Regions from separate parts of the Sus scrofa genome. Here region 1 is linked to region 2. The links are chromatin contacts, called in public HiChIP or PLAC-seq maps. All regions are on one chromosome and are shown on one strand. Each heading gives the region's core, a stretch centred on a gene start, on an enhancer-like site or on the middle of the called end of the contact. The rest is flanking DNA. Distances are from core to core; before and after follow the strand shown.

What was found. HiChIP or PLAC-seq counts read pairs in DNA pulled down with a chosen protein or histone mark.
Region 1: an H3K27ac HiChIP or PLAC-seq map of skeletal muscle shows a contact between it and region 2, with 7 times the contacts expected there. The contact joins two enhancer-like sites. A contact is called at or near these places in 2 of 47 Hi-C or Micro-C datasets (embryonic fibroblasts and fetal skeletal muscle) and 1 of 2 datasets of contacts at active chromatin or transcription factors (skeletal muscle).

Annotation. Positions count from the first base shown.
Region 1 is chr10:22,078,142-22,084,302 of Sscrofa11.1, reverse strand. No RefSeq gene overlaps it. Among named protein-coding and RNA genes, the nearest start is that of TRNAE-UUC, 160 kb to the right of the region's middle. Within about 2 kb of position 3,357, at least 40 of the 83 cell types and tissues checked have an H3K27ac peak or open chromatin away from gene starts, as enhancers often do. A contact at or near this core is called in embryonic fibroblasts and skeletal muscle, where this site is marked.
Region 2 is chr10:21,616,184-21,622,747 of Sscrofa11.1, reverse strand. No RefSeq gene overlaps it. Among named protein-coding and RNA genes, the nearest start is that of MIR181B-1, 77 kb to the left of the region's middle. Within about 2 kb of position 2,092, at least 21 of the 83 cell types and tissues checked have an H3K27ac peak or open chromatin away from gene starts, as enhancers often do. A contact at or near this core is called in embryonic fibroblasts and skeletal muscle, where this site is marked.

The DNA of each region.
Region 1 (6,161 bases), core at 2,108-4,607, 460 kb before region 2:
CACAATGAACGGTACAATTTGGCTGTGGTCTGAAGGAGCCTTTAGTTCGGGGGCTTGCGAAAGTGTCTTAAGCAATTTAAGTCATCTTTTCCAAGTGAAATCTTACATAAGACCATGACATAAAATCTTAATGAAAGTCGAGTTATTGGTGGAAGCGAGAAAGGGCGTCAATTGTGGTCAAGACTTTGATTTGGAAGAAGAGGTGATTTCGGCTCAGGGAAGAGGTGATTTCGTTGACCAAAGAAATCCACGAGAAAACTAGGCATAAAGCAGACATTGTTTGATTCTCAATCCAGGGTTTTGTTTTTGTTTTCCCAGGACATTCTGATAAATCCAGAGCAGACATCTGCCAAGAGGAAAGTTACATCATTTAGATTCAATGACTGCATTAGCTTGTCGGCGCTTTCGCAAGAAAGCACCACGGACTGGGTCCCTTCAACTATGGCAAAGTGTGTTCTCCTGTTCTGGAGGCTGGAACACCAAGGTCAACCTGCCTGCAGGGCTGGTTTCCTCAGAGGCGTCGCTCCCTGGCCATCCTCTACTGGGGTCTGACACAGTCTCCGTCCAGTGCGGCTGCGCCTCAGCATGCTCTTGTATAAGGTCACCAGTCCTACTGGATCAGGACCCACTCATATGACCTATTTTACCTTAAATGCCTTATTTCTAAATACAGCCACCTTCTGAGGTCTTTGGGGGCTAAGACTTCAACACGTCTTTTTTGGAAGGGACACAACTCAGCCCATAACAATGACCACCCCCAAAACCGATGAATTTTAGATTTACTTCCACTTTCTGAAATACCATTGAAGTTGGTGCTAGCCTTTTAACTTGATAGTTAAAACTGATTTCAAGTGATAGTTTATGACAGGCCATGAGAGACAATCTTTGGTGGGGGGGGCGGGGAGTGGAAAGTCATTTCTTCCTAATTTGTGATGGCTTTGTAGGGTATTTAAGCAACTAACGTATTATAAGAAATGTTTTCCTGTCATGTAAAAAAATAAAATAAAATGAGAGTGGGTTTGGGTTGATCTGATAACCCACTCCCATGTGGTACATGATTTTCCTTTAAAGAAAATCATGGCGTTTACAATCGTGCCACTGAGAAGTGGCCTGTAGCTCAACGCCGCTCTGTTCTCCCACAGCTGCTGCGGTCACTATAATTCATCTCTAATGTTGGTTGATTTTTATTTTATTTTTCATTTTTATAGCTGCACTCACGGCATATGGAAGTTCCTGGGCTAAGGGTCCAATCGGAGCTGTAGCTGGAGCCTACACGACAGCCAGAGCAACAACAGATACTGCGTCTGTGACCTACACCAAGCTTTTGGCAATGCCGGGTCCTCAATCCCCTGAGCGAGGCCAGGCATCAAATCTGCACCCTCACGGACACTATGTTGGGTTATTAACCTGCTAATCCACAGTGGGAAGTCCTAATGTTTGTCTTTAAATCAAGCCTGTCTGTGGGACAGTGGTACATGGAGGACCTTCCTCCATTAGGTTCGTGGTGGCAGAGGAAAGGAGACGAATCCATGAAGGGCAGCCCTACAGCTAAAACATTTATTAGCATCAGGGGACAGGTTCTTCTTTGTGCTCACATGCATGGGAAAACACAAAGATCCAAATAAACCTCAAGCCTCACTTAGGTTAAAAAAAAAAAGTCCCTGTGCCATCGTTGCAGACTGCTCTGAGTCAAGGTAAAACTGCTTTAAATTTTTTTAATGCAATAAAATGAGCCCCAGACACAGACAAAGGGCCAGACAGTTCCTCACGTACTGAGCTCAACTGGCAATGGTTTTAGACCTTGAAAGCAGCTCCACTGAGAACACCTGATGGGCTGGAACAGGTGGCAGGTGGCAGAGGGCACAGCAGAGGGGCCTGGCCTCAGCTCTGCTCCAGCCATGCCAGGCTGAGTCGGAGGAGACCTTCTAGCACGGTGGCAATGCTGTCACCTGCTTCCCGTGCTCAGAGTTGGGAAGGGCTAGAGGCTCTTGCTCTTAAGTGTATCTGGAGGTCACATCACAGCCGCTATGATACCATCTTCCCTCCAACCTCCCTCTCTTGGTCCCATCGACCTCCCCACTCTGCTTGAGGCTCCTCTGTGGTTGCTGTCCTCACAACAGCTGGGACAACTCCAATTCTCCTGTTCCCCTAAAACTCAGCTTCTGCTCCCACTCCAATCATCATTTACAAACTCAGTTCCCTTCCCCCCCACACCCCGGCGGGGCTAGACATTAGGGGCTGGATTTTAAGGGAAACCTCATTGAATAACTTGAATGTTCATGTGAATAAGTAACATGAGTAAGTAATGAGAAGGCCATCTTGCTTCTCCAGGGGCCCTCGCGTTTCTCAATAATGGAAATTCGTTAGCTTAAGTGAATTGCCAATTCGTGGAACAGGGTTGCTGGAAGAAGCATAAGGAAAGTTTTCAGACAGGAAGAGAGATCTTTCTAGAAAGGAAATTTCAGCTCCCCCGAGACGTGTCCCTCTTGACTCCTACTTATAAATTTTAATTGTCAGTTTCTGGAAAAATCATAATGGTGAAACGAAAAGGACTTGCAGAATTTCCCTAGATTGTGAAAAGAGCCTCATTGACACTTGGCTTTTTCAGTTTTTAGACGAGTGTTTATTTTGTCTCATTTGTTGGGCGTTATCTAAGTGAGCTGAGATAGCATAACTTCCAAATACTGTCCTATGGAAAAAGCCGAGGTCATCTTATGTATAAGCAACATGGGATACTGCCGGCACGATGTTTCTTTTTTTTTTTTTTTCATAATTTGTTGATAGTGGTTTAGGGGTTTTTGTTTTGTTTTGTTTTGCCATTGGTGGAAATGTGATAATGCAACATAGCAGTGAGCCTCTGCAAATTGCAAGTGGGACTCTGCTGCCTTAAACCCAAGCTCTGCTGCTGTCTACCCATGGACCAGGGGCAGCTCCTTTCTCCTCTCTGTGCCCCAGTCCCTTCCTGTGCACTAACCTTCCCTATGTTGTACAGTCACCCCGAGGATTCTATCAGTCAATGCCAAGGGCTTAGCACAGCCCTTGACACCTCGTAAATGCTCAGCAAATTCGAGTTCGACTGCTGTTGTTCTTACCTTTATCCTACCTATCCACTTTGAAAAGCCGACTTCATTTCATGTTCAAAGTCCTAAAAGCTGAATACACATCATGTCCCAGACCTAGGGAGACCAGTCTGGGCCGTATGACTACAACAGCTACGTGTCAGAAGATGTAGATACTTTCAACTTAGCAGCACGTAAACATGACTTCATTTTCCATTCCTTGTTACTATACTCACAGTTTATAAACAAATACACGGTAACCTTGAGGGAGGCCTGGTATGTCCGGTTTCAGTAGTCGCCAGCTGGGCTGAGGGCTGCTGGCCTTGTGTCAAGCGCAAGCTCCCTGATGCTGGTCATTAGCTGCCAGGAAATGCCTTCCTTATTCGTCATGATTGCCTGATGATTTTCTAGTAAGAGAGTGTTAATACTGTACGCAGCGCTGCAACTGCAAGCTGAATCAGTAAAGTGATTGCCTTGTCAAAGGGACAGTATGCTGTTTACTTCGGAGTTCCCAAGACCCTTGCTATTAGGAGTTAGTCCCATAATTAAGAGCGGAAAAAGTAAGTGGGACTCAGAGGTTAGGGATTCATTCTATCCGTGGATGCATTATTGGGCCTACTGTGTGCCCAGCATTGCCCTACTAGGAAGAAGAAGTGGCCTGGGCTTACACAGACATTTGGTCTTGTTCGAGAGACACAACTACGGGGCATGAACCAGTGGAAAAAACAGAACTTTTTGTCACCATTTGATAATGTGTCACAACCTGATATTGACATAAATAGTACTAATTAAAAACAATTCTTGGCCATAAAGTGTTCTGAACTTAGGCCAGCTATCTGGATATGGTCAAGCAATCAGCAATGATATCTGAGAACTTTTAATGTTGATTTTGAATGTTCCACGTAAGACTTAGGATGGCTCTTTGTGTTTCTTTCTTCTAAAAGCCACTTGGTAACCAGACCTCAAAATGAGAAAATGCTAAAGAGAACCTTTTTTTGTGATCTGAAGCTTTTCTGCTAAAAAATGACCACACAAAGATGCCCAGATAAACACATGAGGGACCTACTCTAAGTGCAAAACTCTTTACCAAGGTGTTGTGCCAGGAATCAGAGGTGCCCAATAAATGTTAGATGAATGAAGCATGGGAGAAGGAAGTGCAGGAGGTGTGTCTAACACACCCTGACCAGCCAGGGCCTGCCCTTTACCAGGCTCTAAGCAGGAAGTTAACCATGTAAACCCAGAAGGATGGGCGTCTGTCCTGCAAGGTCATTCTGCTATCATCTTGATGCTTAACGCATTATGTTCAAAAGGCAAAGAACAGTGCAAAAACAGGCCTGGCCTTGAGCTTTTCAAGCAAATATTAAAGATTAAGCTAACTTCTACATTATCACTGATGACCTAAATCCTGAAATCCAGTATCTTGGTTTTTAAAGGGCATTTGATTTTGGTACGATGCTTTAGCAACATGATTGGACCCCAAACATATTTGATCATCTGTAATCACTAGCTGAGCTTTAACAGTCTGTTTCTATCCAGATAATCTTTATGATGAACATTCAAAACCAAAATTCTTAGCTGATAAAGATGCTTCTTCTTCCTTGTGGAGGAGAGACACAGCGTCCTAACGATACACTGAAGGGCAGGACTCACAGCTCATATTGACTGTGATGGACTTTAGTTAGCTCCTTAAAACTGAAGGTAGTTTCAGCTCAGTTTCCTGTGGCCATGGGTCCCAGGAACAGCACAGACAGCTGAAATTTTGAAAATAAACAGGTTATGTCTTATAGTTTCAGCTTCCTCTCTAGTTTTGGCAAAGAAGGAAAAGGAAGCTGAGATTTCAGCTCCTCTCCTTATGCCTTCTTCAGGTGACTGAGTGTTGCTGTTTCTCTTGAATTCATACGTTGACATTCTAAGCCCTAATGTGATGGCATCCGGAGGTGGGGCCTTTGGGAGGTGACTAGGTCATGAGGATGTAGCCCTTATGAATGAGATTAGCGCCCTCGTGAAAGAGACCCCAGAGGGCGCCTTGCCCCTCCTCCAGGTGAGAGCGCAGCAAGCAGACAGCTGTGAATCCGCAAGTAGAACCCAATCCTGCTGGTGCCCTAAGCTCCCAAGAATTGTGAGAAATTTCTTTTGTTTATGAGTCACCCCGCCTATGGTAATTGTTATAGCAGGTCAAGAAGACTCTGACACCTTCTATGTCAAAATACTAGTTTTCTTTTTTTATAATATTCTTTGTCTTTAAATTAAAGTATCATTAATTTACAACATTGTGCCAATTTCTGCTATAAGGCCAAGTGACTCCTGTATATGATCTTTATCTCATACTATCTTCCATTACGTTCTATCCCAAGAGATTGGATAGAGCTCCCTGTGCTGTACAGTAGGACCTCATTGCTTATCCATTCCAAATGTTAATAGTTTACATCCAGTGATCCCTGCCTTCTCCCATCTCAGTTGGCAACCGCAAGTCTGCTCTCTATGTCTGTGAGTCTACTTCTGTTTTTGTTGTTATTGTCATTTTTGGCTATATTGGAGCATATGGAAGTTCCCAGGCCAGAGACTGAATATTCGACCTATGCTGCAGCTGTGGCCTGTGTAGCAGCTGTAACCTGTGCTGCAGCTGCAGCAATGCTAGGCTTTTTAATCTACTGAGCTGGGCTGGGGATGGGACTTGTGCCTACTCAGTGACCCAAACCACTGCATTCAGATTCTTAACCCACAGCACCACAGTGGGGACTCCTCAAAGTACCAGTTTTCTAATAACATAGTACAAGCAATGACCTTAAGGGAATCAAGAAGAGGCATGGGGTGGCAAGCAGACCCTGAAATACCCCTGTGTCCCAGCCCCGGAACCCCCCTGGCTTGCAGGTGCAAGGGACTTGCTACTTATTTCTAATCATCAGCATCAGAAGGTGGTGATGGCTGGTGCTCCTGTGATTACACTGTGCTACAGAAGATTCTGTCTTAGCTGCCTGCAGTGAGAGATGCTTCTCGCTCAGCTGATGGTGTAACCGCCAAGTTGAGGAAGCTCACTTTGTAGGGCCTGCAGGCAGCTGAGGAGGGGAAGAGAGCCTTAAAACCTAATAGCGGTCTGCAACG
Region 2 (6,564 bases), core at 843-3,342:
GATACTAGTCAGATTTGTTTCCTTTGAGCCACGATGTGAATTCCACAGTCTCTGATTTTTATATGGACACAAAAGAACAGCCACACACCCCAGCCTCCCCAGCGCTAAGTGTGGCCGCATAGCTGAGTTCAGCCACCAGCACTCAAGTGGAGGTGATAAAATGGGGGTTGACAATGGGTGCTCCCTCTGTGTTCAGCCATGAAAAGGTAATGGCAAACCCTTTCCACTTCCAAGGAGAATATTGCTAGAATAGCACTGAGGTTGACAAATCTCATTCTAGGTGATTTCAATACATCCATAAAGAATAGGAGTTCCTGTCGTGGCGCAGCAGAAACAAATCCAACTAGGAACCATGAGGTTGCGGGTTCGATCCCTGACCTTGCTCAGTGGGTTAATGATCTGGCGTTGCCATGAGCTGTGGTGTAGGTTGCAGATGTGGCTCGGATCCTGCGTTGCTGTGGCTCTGGCAGAGGCCGGTGGCTACAGCTCCGATTCGACCCCTAGCCTGGGAACTCCATATGTCGCAGCAGCAACCCTAGAAAAGGCACAAAGACAAAAAAAAAAAAAAAAAAAGAATAAATGCAAAAGATGGCTGTTTTTATAAATGCTAATGTGTCCTCAGGTGCATTCTGTAATCCTTCTGAGTTGGTTTTTCCTCAATGGAAATTGGAGGCGCTAAGAGTTGCCTTGAAGACCATGACATATATTAGAGGGGCTGTGTACCATGTGCCAATCCCAGTGCCCTTGTTATTGGCGACAGCAAGCTGATCCTGGGTGTGGGAACAGGAGCACAGGAGGGAGAACGGGATGGGGACCGTGGCAAGGCGACCAAGGGGGATGGGCATCGTGAGAGGCGGTGGCCAGCCGGGCCAGGCTTTCCTCTCCTTTGTGAGACCACTGCGGGGGTTTCCTTAGTGAACAGACAGGACTCTGTGGTTAGCCCTGGAACGCTTTGTCCTCAGTGCACAGGAAGAGTGACTCAGTCTCCAGCCTCAAAGGATGGAGAGGCTGAGTCTGGTTTGGAACTTCCTCCCTCCACTCAGCCTTGGTCTGGGAACCAGAAGAATAGAGCTGAGTGTTGGGATGATTCAGAGATCAGGGGGCCCAGTGGAGGCAGGCGGCGGGGAGGGAGGGAGGCACAGAGGATGAGAGTGAGGCCCAAATTGCTGGCAACAGCAATTTTTATCAGGGGTGGTTTGAGCCCCGTTTTAATAGCCAATGGACCTAAGCTTGAATCTCAGGTCTACGCAGTAGCCACTGTTATTGGTACTAATTTCCACCTTTTTTTGGCGGGGGGTGGCATACCTGTGGCATATGGAAGTTCCTGGGTCAGGGATCAAACCTGTGCCATAGCAGTGACAAACCGGATCTTCCACCCACTGCATCACAAGAGAACTCCAATTTCCACATCTTTAAAGGGGTAATAACTACCTTTTGAGGGCTGTTAATAACAGCCATCATCAACTGAGTACTTATTATGCGTCCATCACTCTCGTAACTTTTTTTCACATTCTCTTGCGTCATCTTCCCAACACCCCTTGGGAGGTAAGACCTCTTGTGATTTCCAGGTTGGAGATGAGAAGCCGGGGGCTTGGAGAGGGCAGCAAACAGGCCCACCCTCAAACTCAGCTGCTGGCTTGGCTTTCTGCTTGGGAGGAAATGAGACAACCTAGCATGCTTAGCCCAAGCCTGGGGTTATTGGCTTGATGAGAGTCATTTTAAACCATCATCCCCATTTTAGCAATGAAAACCTGAATGGAAGAACAGCAAAGGAACCTGCCCCCAATTGTACAACGGGTGTTGGGCACACCAAGTGCAGACTTTCAGCTCTGAAGGCTTTTCCTACTCCCTCACACTGCCTTTGCAGCAAAAGGGCAGGGAGCTGTTTGAAAGCAGACACCTCACCCAAGATGGAGCAGCAGGTTCCCCCAGCTCCTGGGGCCCAAGCAAATGCCCTGGCTCTTGAGGACACGGACTCATGCCTCTGAGAAAGGATGTTTTCGTTGTTGGATGCATCTTAAAACAGCAGCCAGGAGCAGCCTCTGTCCCTGCCCCCAACCCCTCCTTTCCAGGGATCTGAGCTGCCCAGAGCACTGGAGTCACATGGTCTCTTGCTCACTTCTGTTTATGGAGTTTCTCAGCCAAGAGGAAAACCATTAGGTGTCAAATTGCAAGTTGAAAGCATCCAAGAAGCTGCCTATTCCAGCACGAGTTCCTGCCAAAGAGCCTTAAATAAACTCGGTGGAGGGAAGATGTCTAAACCTATTCTGTGTGCAGTATATTTAGTTTGTTAGAGGAATATTGTAGAAGTTGATTGCACCTCACTAATTGGTTCAGTTTCTAAAAGCAGAGGAAAATAATGGGCTCCCCCCCCCCAATTCTCTTTGTGGGTTTCTTTGGGGCAAAAAGCAAGTCAAGGCATTATTGAGGATAAAAGAAAAATCTAAAGAGTTAAGCAACTCTATATTTTTAGCCAAAGGTGAGAGGTAAAGTCAACAGTTTCTCTAGGAATCAAGGGCTGTGCACAGCAGTAGCACAAATAGAAAAAAATAAAAAATAAAAAAGACGTGAATACATAAGAGGAAAAACACAGGAGTTCCCCCTGTGGCACAGTGAGTTAAGAAACCAACTTCAGGGAGTTCCTGTCATGGCTCAGTGGTTAACGAATCCGACTAGGAACCATGAGGTTTTGGGTTCAATCCCTGGCCTTGCTCAGTGGGTTAAGGATCCAGCCTTGGCCTAAGCTGTGGTATAGATCACAGACATGCCTTGGATCTGGCGTTGCTGTGGCTCTGGCATAGGCTGGTGGCTACATCTCTGATTCAACCCCTAGCCTGGGAACCTCTGTATGCCATGGGAGCAGCCCAAGAAATAGCAAAAAGACAAAAAGACAAAAAAAAAAAAAAAAAAAAGAAAAGAAAAAAGAAAAAAAAAAGAAAGAAACCGACTTCAGCAGCTTAGGTCACTTTGGAGGCACAGGTTTGATCCCCAGCCTAGAGAGCCCATCTCCAGCCTGGTGCAGTAGGTTAAAGGATCAGGTGTTGCCACAGCTGCAGTGTAGGTCTCAGCAGTGGCCCAGATTCAGCCCCTAGCCTGGGAATTTCCATATGCTTCAGGTATGGCCATTAAAAAGAAAAAAAAAAAAGAGGAAAAAAGCCAATACAATTAAAAACTACCATGAAATATGTAAGATGCTTTGCCTCCATTTTTCAAAAAAGTATTTTGTTTCATTACAATGCTTTCTGAAAGAGACCGAACTATTTTACCCTCTTTTAAAGTGTGTGTGTAAACTTTATGTTTTACATAATGATGAATTTCATGCCACTTGACTGACATCCAGACCACAAGGTGCCTCAATGTCAATGCCCCTCGGCCCTGCGAAGCTCCTCCTTAGAGAGCAGAGTGTGGGCCAGAGTCAAGTTGGTCCTGGTACCTAACCCTTGAGAAGGGCCAGGGCTAGGAAGTGAAAGAAAGCAGTGTTTGACGTTTTACCTTTATGCCAAATTTCTTTTCTCCAAAGAAATTTCACACCCGGGAATGAGCAGAACTTCTCTGTACACATCCATGGAAATGTTCCAGGAATAATTTTTGGAAGAACCTGGGTGGAGTTCAAGGCAGATGTTAAGAGTTTCTGGGAAACCAGGAAGAAAGAAGAGAGAGTTCTATAAGGAAGGATCAGATAGGCCAAAAGGAAACCCTCCAATAGGACAGGGCACAGTTAAAACATAAAGCAAGAACCACACACAAAAGCTGTAGGAAGTTGGAGATTTAAACGGTAAGGAGCTAGTCTGTGTAGTCAAGACAAAAGCAGTGGGACAACTACCTGAGTGAAAAGCAGGAAACGGTCAGGAGGGCAAATAAAAACCTAAATTATTTTGTTCTTTTTCATGACTGAGTAGTATTCCATTGTGTATATATACCACATCTTCCTAATCCAATCATCTGTTGATGGACATTTGATGGAGCATGATCATGTGAGAAAAAAAGAATGTATACATGTATATGTAACTGGGTCACCGTGTTGTACAGTAGAAAATGGTCAGAACACTGTAAACCAACTATAATGGAAAAAAAATAAAAATCATTATTAAAAAAAAAAACAACAACTAAATTAAGGCGCAGAAAATTACAAGCAGCGAAAGGTCCAGAATCCAAGCTGTGAAGCCAGGGGTTTCCACGTACCAGTCCCAAACAGCATGTCAAGGAAAACGTACAGTAGTTACAGCTGATTAAAAAAAGAATTCCCTTCCCCTGGGACAGCAGCATTGAAAAAAGAGCGAAGGCATCTGTCTAAAAAAGCAAGGTCATTTTGCTTCTTGGCACAAAGCTGCGGAAAAAGGGAGAACACTTGTGAAAGAAGCAAAGAGACCTTTAAGACAAGTCTCTGTCTCTGAGGCGCGGTGATCCCATGGTCTGCTAGGACTGAGAGCTGTATAAATAGCCCTCCGCACAAAGAGTGGAGAGGCCAGAGGCTCTAAAACACACTCCGCATTGTTGAGATCTATAAATCAGAGGCCACTGATATGCCATCGTGAGGCCGAGGTCCATGCAGGTCATAAGGACGGATGTATTGATCCTATTAAGAGGCTCTGCCGACCACAGACACTTGACCCAAGTGATAAGTGGCCACGTGGCTCGGCTGCGCCTCCCAGCATGTTCCCCTCATGAGCTCAGAGTGAATGGAAGTCTGCGATAAACAGCAAACCAAAGACACGGTCCTCACAGGATGCTGCTCTCCTTACAGGTGACCAGCCTCAAGGTTCTGTGGCTTCCAGAACCTGGAAGATGCACGGGAGTTGATGTCCAGGTACCCCAGGAAGTCCAGCTCACCTGGCTGGGAAGCCCTGCCTTGGGGGATGGGTTGAGATCTCCTGAGATAACGACCCTTAGAGGCAGATGTCTACACAGTGAAAGAAAGGGATCTAAGCAAACGTCAAAATGAAATGACAAGTCCTGGAAATTATTGGACAGAGAAACTGAGCCCAGTGCAGAGTCAAGGGATGGCTCAAGCGTAATCATAACAGAGAGAAAGAAGCCATTGTTTGCCTGAGTGAAACAAGGACAGGGTACGTTCTCTCTCCACGCTCCCCTCCTCCCTCCCCTCCTCCATCTCCTCCTCCTCTTCAGTGGAGGAACTTAACAGTGAATAAATGTAAAGAAACAGACAGATGAAGAGAAAAGCAACCTAGCAGACCAGCAGCAAGAGCTCCCTAGGACGGAAAACGGACGGGTAAACATAGCCCAGAGATGGTGCAAGCTTAGGCTGCTGGGGAAGTTGGTCAAGCCAGAGCCATGTTTTAAAAATAATTGAATTTGAGTGCTTTTAGGTGGGGTATGCATTTTCCGTGTTTTTCAAGCTGCCACCCTTAATATTGTATCAACTTTTTTCATTCCTTCTCATTATTTTCCTAACCTCTGAAGGTATTTGAGTTTGCAAACTCCAGCTCTTGAGCAGTTCTGGGAAGATCTTGAGGCCAGCATTTTTAGAGGCACAAGCTCCAAAGATGTTTAGCTCAGAGGAGATAAGCTTGGTTCCAAAGGAAGGGATGCACCAAAAAAATAAAGACCACAGCTAGCATGGGGACAGAAGCAGTTCATGGTAAGGAAATACTGTTACTAAAACCTATAGTTTATATATATATGTATAACATGCATATATATTTTCTAAAAAACATATCACTAGCTTCCCATCATATTATGTTATTTTGTTCTCCTCGATTACCAACAACAACAAAATATTTTAGTTGAAGTACATAAACTTTCTACCACCTGAAAAATGTCTAACTCCTTTAGCAGCAAAGATCTTTGATTGAATCTTCCATGTAGCCAAATGCTTTGCACAAAAAGGCTTCAGCCACTGTGTCTCTGTAGCTGTAAGATACATAAGGCTTTTGCAACATTGTTCTGATTCAGGGCAAAGAAAACTAAGACCAACCTGGAGTTCCCTTTGTGTTTTTTTTGCCTCCATGGGGACTGGTGCTGATGCAGGATGGATAAAGGGATGCGCTTGGGAAGCGTAGAGGGATAGGATGTACAGATGGAAGCTCTGACCCTAAAGACAACTCGCTTGCCTGGGGTTCCACTGTCAGAGCAGTGAGGATGGAATGGATTTCTGTGATGGGCAAGTGGACATGTCAGGCTGGACCACTCTGGCAGATGGTGTGGAATACAGTCTAGAAAAGTCATTCTTCTCAGAAAGAATATCATTGATTTACCTCGTGGGACCATTCTTAGGTAAGTGTGAATGAGCTCGAGGATATAAAATATCAGCAGGCACTTGTGAACCTGTAAAGCAGGCATGTCTGAATGTGTGGCCGAGTGTACTGACATATCACACATTATGTTGTAGCATTTATTTCGAAGCCCTCTACCCCTCTCCCTCCCAGCCTCTGGCCGACGAAACCATGGCAAAGCTTTTAGCGCAGCCTGGTGGTCATTCTATGTTATACAATAAGGTGAGCAAAAGCATTCTAGTACATCCGTGTAAACCCACCTTAGGGGAACAAAACTATCCTTGAGAAAATACAAATCATTCCCACGTACTGTTCGGCATTACCTCGTAAT